2 separate regions of the Bombyx mori genome follow, and region 1 is linked to region 2. A link is a contact called in public Hi-C data. All regions are on one chromosome and are shown on one strand. The core of a region is the stretch at or near the end of the contact, and the rest is flanking DNA. Distances in the headings are between cores, read along the strand shown. Region 1 holds the start of LOC101741085 (protein cueball). Region 2 overlaps LOC101741085 (protein cueball).

What was found. Hi-C and Micro-C count contacts between places; a contact is called where the count stands out from the background.
Region 1: a Hi-C map of middle silk gland shows a contact between it and region 2, with 1.4 times the contacts expected there. The contact joins the promoter of LOC101741085 here to the enhancer-like site in region 2. A contact is called at or near these places in 4 of 7 Hi-C or Micro-C datasets (middle silk gland, posterior silk gland and whole pupa).

Annotation. Positions count from the first base shown.
Region 1 is chr11:9,385,943-9,389,593 of ASM3026992v2, reverse strand. It overlaps LOC101741085 (protein cueball), which reads left to right and starts at 1,702. Exons shown (of 7, transcript XM_038013745.2): 1 at 1,702-1,998. The coding sequence starts at 1,932.
Region 2 is chr11:9,349,919-9,353,334 of ASM3026992v2, reverse strand. It overlaps LOC101741085 (protein cueball), which reads left to right. Exons shown (of 7, transcript XM_038013745.2): 3 at 1-131; 4 at 229-498; 5 at 2,681-2,872; 6 at 3,382-3,416. Among protein-coding and RNA genes, the nearest start is that of LOC101741085, 36 kb to the left of the region's middle. Within about 2 kb of position 1,699, at least 4 of the 8 cell types and tissues checked have open chromatin away from gene starts, as enhancers often do.

The DNA.
Region 1 (3,651 bases), core at 453-2,952, 36 kb before region 2:
TGTACATATATTAAATAGATGTATGTGTATAATAAAAACCTTACATTTATTTCCGTTATCTGGTACCTTTAACACAAGTTCTTTACGAACTTATCACGGGACCAGTTAACGTGGCGTGATTGTTAGTAAATATTTATTTATTAATTTAGAAAAAAAAAAAACTCCTACCACCGTGTGTTTCTAAGATTGTCATGCGTTCTGAACGTAATTGTAAACAATTTAAAAACATACTTTTTCAATAATAATAAAGAAATACCTTTGCAACGTTTCGATTACTTTATAGTTTTCTGTGACAACTAAAAGTATAAACTACTTAATTAAAATGAAGTTCTTGCTTTTAGAACCCTGATTTGGCCAACCCGTTTCAAATGAGTGTTTTATTATGAGTGTAAAGCGGTAGCAGTAGGCCATAGACATCACAACCTAACTGCAACCACCCACTTTGAGACATGAGGTCGGAGCGGCTTTTGTATTATTTACTTATTTTCCTACGTAATCTAGTAACCTCGAGGGGTTATTCTAGATTCACCGAAATAGTAGGTGAGCTCAGGGGTCAAACCTGACGACGTTGCTAACACCCTAGCAAGAGCCGAGCTTCGCAGAATCTACCACCGGATCGGAAACGTGACCTACAGAAGATCCGGCGAGAAACTCAGTGAGCTGTATCTGTGGGTTAATTTACACGCCGAGCCCTTCGTCGCAAGCGACGGGCTCAATGGCTGTCCCAACTCTACAAAGCGGATTGTTTTTCCCTACCAATTCGCTGGTAGCCTAGGGGGCTATTCCAGCGACGTCCGGACGGGTAGGTGAGCTCACGTGCTCAACCTGAGAGAATTTGCTGACACTAGCCCTAGCAAGAGCAGTGCTTCGCAGAATCTATCACCGGATCGGAATCGCGACCCACTGAGAAGATCTGACGAGATCGTTGATCCGCTTACCTTCAGAGGAAAGCAGATCTGTTCGGGGGCGAAACACCATTATTTACTATTATAAACATTTCATAACGTTGATACGTATACCTACAATGTAAGACGCGAGTTAAGCTATCTTCCTTTATTGACTCTTCTTATCAAAAGAAATGTTGTTGCCTTCATTATCGAGCAGCTAATGGTACCTACCTGTAAAAAATACATTCTGCTTGTTATCAAGTTAACTAATAGTAGGAGAAAACACGTTGGTATCACACTTATCCCCTTATACAGCAAAACTCAACAAATAAAGATGAAAACATATTATTTTATCTATTGAGCCAAAGATATACCAATATTTGCGATACCTTTATTAGTAAAATTAAAACATCCAATTTCGTAACTATTGGGTGCGTAAAGAATATTATTATGTACTTTTTATTTTGTCTTAAAAAAAAATTGTAAAGTTCTGTCCAAATTAATCTGACTAAAAAAATGATTTAGCTTAATGTCTTAATAAGATGCATAATATGAATGCTTATTTATGACAATAATATAGCTAAGATCTTAAAATTTATAGTTTAATACATTAAAGGGTATTGCGTTGAAATCTTTTGCCCTTCAAACGAACCTTGCAATAAAGCGTACTTGAAAGTTTCATAATCGAAATGCTGAGTTAGCAGTAAAATTCATGTACCTGCTGACACCGACTATTGGGAATCAATTACTTTGAACTAGGTATGTTTCAAGGGCACTTACTACGGAACATGCCAAAATTACGTCGCATGATGATAAACCTGATAACGCAGGCGGGCGGGCATGCGCGAAATATTTTTCAATGAACCTATTTAGATTTCGGTTTGACGCGGCAAACCGGCAGCTTTTGCCTTTAGTTTCGGTTTAACACGCAAGCGGTGCGGTCGCGTCTCGCGTTGCCTGCACGACATTGGCCTGAAACTCGTGCATAAATTTTTCAATATAAACGTGCATCCAAAGCTGAGAACGCATCGTTCGTTTAATAAAATGTTGAAGTTTCAATGGTTTTTCGTGGGCGCGCTGCTGGTGAACGCGGCCCGCGCGTTCTCCTGGGGTGAGTAAAATCAGCTGATCCCTGACTCGAGGGCACGTGCTATTTTTTACTGTTATATAACGAATTCCTTTTTCTACACAACGCTGACAGATACGTTGTCAAGTGTATATGAATACGTTTCGTAAATTAATAGAAGAGAGTCGGCGACCGATGTCGATAAGGTGGTTATTCGCTTGGCACGGCGACGCCATTGCACGGGGACTCTGAGTCACGTAGGCCACTACAAACGGTTCATGTATACGCGACCGAATTGTATAGCGTTTATATCCAACTAAATAGAAGACTTCATGTAACCGCTTTAAATCTGAAGGGCTATTAGCACTGAAATATGGGAAAGTTGTGAGAAAATCGCAGTTATGAAACTAAGTCACCTAATATTGGGTGATTTTTCATGCATCTTATTTTAATTAAAACAGATCTGTTTTCATACTTAATTTCTTTGATGAAAAAATACAGGTTAGAATTCCACGTGTTTGTTTAATCAGAAGAAAAAAAAAGTAAACAAACAAATACTTAATAAATAATAATAGCTCTTACTAATAAACTTTTTTATAGTATTTGAAAGGATCTGAAATAATTCAGTTAGGCAAACATTTTAACGTTGTTAAGTTGAAATAGACCGAATTGTAGGCCTATTAGCTAAAAAAATTTTAGAAAGTAGATGATATTCTTAATTGATCTTTTTGATAACTTCGCTTGTAATTAATAGGATATTTTGGACGTAGAGATAGGGAGCAGCTTGGCTTTGACCCTGGTGTACTGGCACTCGCTACAAAAACAATTCTCTGACACAATAAAAATACACGACTATAATGATCCAGTCAGGAACAGCATGGCAGATACGGTAGTACAACCCTAGCCTCCGCATTGGCATTAGTACAACCCTAGCCTCCGCATTAGCTAATGCCACTCGCAACTTCACAGTCATCATTCGTATTTGCCGCGCCTATTTTTGTGCCTAACTCCTATTTCCTATCTTAATACTGACCAAAATTTGAGACCTCTAGATACCTACCAAGGTCCGACCTAATTCTGCCGCAAAGGGTTTGAAGGGTAAACAAGGTCAGAAGCGATATTAAGTAGTTGTAACCGCGGGCTTCCCTTACAACTAAATGGCCCAATTTCTTTTGAAAAAATTTAAGAAATTTATTATGTGTTAGGTCACATTACTGCGTTCTTGAACCATAATGTTTCCTGTTAAAATATTTGGCAGCTCTAAACAAAGTCTTGAAAACTGACCAGGTGCACGGAATAGTCAACTGATTTTTTACAATTTTGACATTGGATTCAACTTTAATTGATGAATTGACTAATTACAAAGAACCCTTCATTTTGAAAACTGTTCTCATTCTCCAAACAATATGATTGTTTCGCTGCCGAAATATACAGGATGGTATATCGGAACTTTATAAGTGAATTTAATAATCAGCCTTAGCAATGTAATCAGCAAAACACTAATCAACAAAATTGAAAGATTGTAAAAACTTCAAGTTACTTACGAAGTAATGAAGTGAAAATGAATTTCATCGCAATCATTGCGAGTATAATCGCCATTGTTCTTTAAGTAAAATATGTTGATGTCGTTGTTACGACCGTGTTAGATTATGACAGTACATCCCAAGTTTATATTTCACAAAACACGGCCCCGTCTTG
Region 2 (3,416 bases), core at 450-2,949:
ACAAATGAGAACCGATTCAGTTGCAAATGTCCCGAAGGAATCTATAGGGAGAGATGTGAAGCATTCGTTTGCATGAACTATTGTTTTAATGGAGACTGCACACTCAATAAAGACGGACAACCACAATGCGGGTATGTAGCAACGATTTTTAATGTACCGCTTTTGGATAAAGAAACGCTGAAATATAAGTACTGTGTATACGTTACTTAAACTCTTGTTTCTTGACAGATGTAAAGAGGGATACTCCGGTAGAAGATGCGAAATCAATATTTGTCGCGGTTACTGTCTGAACAGCGGTGCCTGTACTGTGGATGATAAACTGAAGCCAATTTGTAAATGTCAGCTAGGACACGAAGGTTCTAGATGTGAAACCGATGTACGGGCCACGACCACAAGCAAAAACATTGAGTCTACTACAAGCACTGTTACTGAAATAGCTAAAACATATAATACTAGTGATTTACCAAGAATCCCGTCCACTTCAAGCGATAATTGCAAGTAAGTGATATATTGGCATTTTATAAAATTATTACTATTAAATGTAAAATTAAGGTTTTGTTTTTTTCGGCGAATAACATGGAGCCTAACAAAAAATTATAAAATAAGTATTTTAATTATAACAAATATCGCATTTGTTTTATTCGCGTTACAATTTTCAACATCTCGATTGTTTTGTTCTTGTGGTCACGAATAACCGGGAGATAAGGGATCTGGATATGTCTTTATTTCAGTTTTATGATAAAAATATCAAAATTTTCTGTAAATCTAAATAAAACCGAAGCTGTGGGATGGGCAGGATTGTCTTTTTAACAAGACTCACTGTTCATATGTTTATAAGGGTTATCATGGACCGTCACAGCAATTTTTTTATAAAAACGCTAAAGTTTGCAAAATCATAGAACACACATAATTCTAATAATAAAGATAACCGTAATAAGTAAACATTATTTAAAATCAAAACAATAAAAAGATGCGAATTCATATATTTAAGCGTAGTAGTAGTGAAGTCTAGAGTTTGTACAATAAAAATAAAAAAAGATTAAAACAGGAATTCGATGCAAATTAGAAATGCGCAGTTAGATAAATTTCAATGTTATCATTGTTTTTTCGGCATTATACCATCTTAATCTATTCATATAAATATTGAATTTCTAATGATTAGTGTTATCATGTATAAAAAGAACGCAATAAAACACGATAATTCTGTATTTTTACCAATATTGTTTAATTGTAGCATTTTTGCGACGTATTTAAAATATAAAACGATAAATCCATATTCAAATAATTCCAATATACAAAATCCAATATACCTAATAGTCTAAGGGCCTATTTCACCTGCACCGGAGCTTGCTGAGCCGAGGACGAGGTACTACTATTATGGAGACGACCTGGAGAGCACGGCGGAGCATACGCTCGCTGTCTGCCCCGCTAGGGAAGTGCAGCGCCGTGTCCTGCAAAGATAGGACCGGATTTGTCCCTGCCTGAAACCGTGGCATCGATGCTTGGCGGCGACGAGTTCTGGAAGGCTATGCTCGACTTCTACGAGTGCACCATCTCGCGGAAGGAGGCGGCGGGGCGAGTAACGCAAAGCTCTCCTTCCTCACTACGCAGAAAAACGCCACCTCCGAGCAGAGGGTCGGGACCGGGGTCTCATCCGTGACACGGCCCCCTAAGAGCTTCGGGCTCCACCCGCTTTATGCGAGGAGGCGTGGGGCGGCGTGCCCGGTACGCTCACCCGTCATGAGAAGCCGGGTGATGGTAGGCCACATTCCCTCAACCACTCCAGGGGAAGTTGCAGCGCGGTGCCATCAAGGCGGGTTCCCGGCATGTCGACCTGAGGGAACCGGTAGTCGTATCGCCGGCGTCCTTGGGACGGCGGGATGAATGTAATATGCTCTGCGTCAACCCTGTCTCGCCGTCTCAATGGCCACGACTAGGCTCCGGCCCGGTCCGGGGGTCGGGCGCCGGCTGTGAGCGGCAGGAGTTTTGGTGAGGTTCAACTCCCACATACCCCACCTGCCGGTCGGGGGGAGATCGGGTGTTTTACTGTACAAAAAAAGGGTGCTATTCCAACTACGCGCTGACTCAAATTGACAATACTTACTAACACTAGTCCTAGTAAGAGCAGTGCTTCGCTGATTCTACTACCGGATCAGAATCGGGACCCACTGATAACATCCGGTGAGAAACTCAGTAGGCTGTGTCTGTGGGGCGCTACCGATTTAGTACGGGCAACGTGTAACTTGTTATCGTCATAATAATAAGAAGATTGTGATGATTATATTTTAAGACATGCGTAACAAATAACCTGCAGGTTTTGTAAACGAAAAAATAATTTAGAAACATATTCATATTATCGTCTTGACAAATTTTTCTTGAAAATAATATCATCGTTCGTAATTTTTTTATCTACGAGTATTATAAAATAAAATATTAATTGACAAATTTTGTTTTATACTTTTTACATTATATCGCGATATATGTGGGTTTTCACGCTATTATTTTTAATTTTTAATTAGATTGTAGATTATTTGATGTGTCATTTTTATTCCATAACGAATTCATCACGTTTCGTGCACAAGTTTAAATAAATAAATCAAATTCAATAAAAAATAATAATTGTTTTTTCAAGACTGATTTCATATATCACTTGTAAAATAACTACATATTTTATTTCCAGTTGCACCTCTATCCGGGCGGCCGCTGATGCATTCGAATCGGAAAGGATGGCAAGCGGTGATGGAGAATTCGTAGATTCAGGCGACTCCGGCGTCGATAGAAGCTTAATAGCGTTGGGCGTGATATGCGGGGTGTTGGCCATCACTTGCGTTATGCTCATCACTAAAATCATGCAGCTGACGAAGAGACCAAGGTACGTTTATCTTATTGGCTGTTTTCTAATATACAATCTTGTTTTTTTTTACTTACATGGGCAGACCTGCTCACAGCCTACCTGGTGTTAAGTGGTTACTGGAGCCCATAGACATCTACAACGTAAATTCCGCCATCCACCTTAAGATATGAGTTCTAAGGTCTTAGTATAGTTACAATGGCTGCCCCACCCTTCAAACCGTAACGCATTACTGCTTCACGGCAGAAATAGGCAGGGTAGTGGTATCTACCCGGGCGGACGCAACAGGCCCTACCACCAGTAATTACGCAGATTATAATTTTGCGGGTTTGATTTTTAATACACGATGTTGTTCCTTCAAAGTGGAAGTCAATCGTGAACATTTGTTAAGTTAGAACATAATTTACTTGTCTTTAGTATTTAAATCACAGAGTAAACGTATTATCCGATACGCCGAAAGTCTTACTCATTAGACCAGTCGCTTTGTTACGATGTTGACATATTAATTTTGCATTACATTCCGTCTACAGAATAAAGAAGCGTTTCATTGTGAACAAGAATGTAA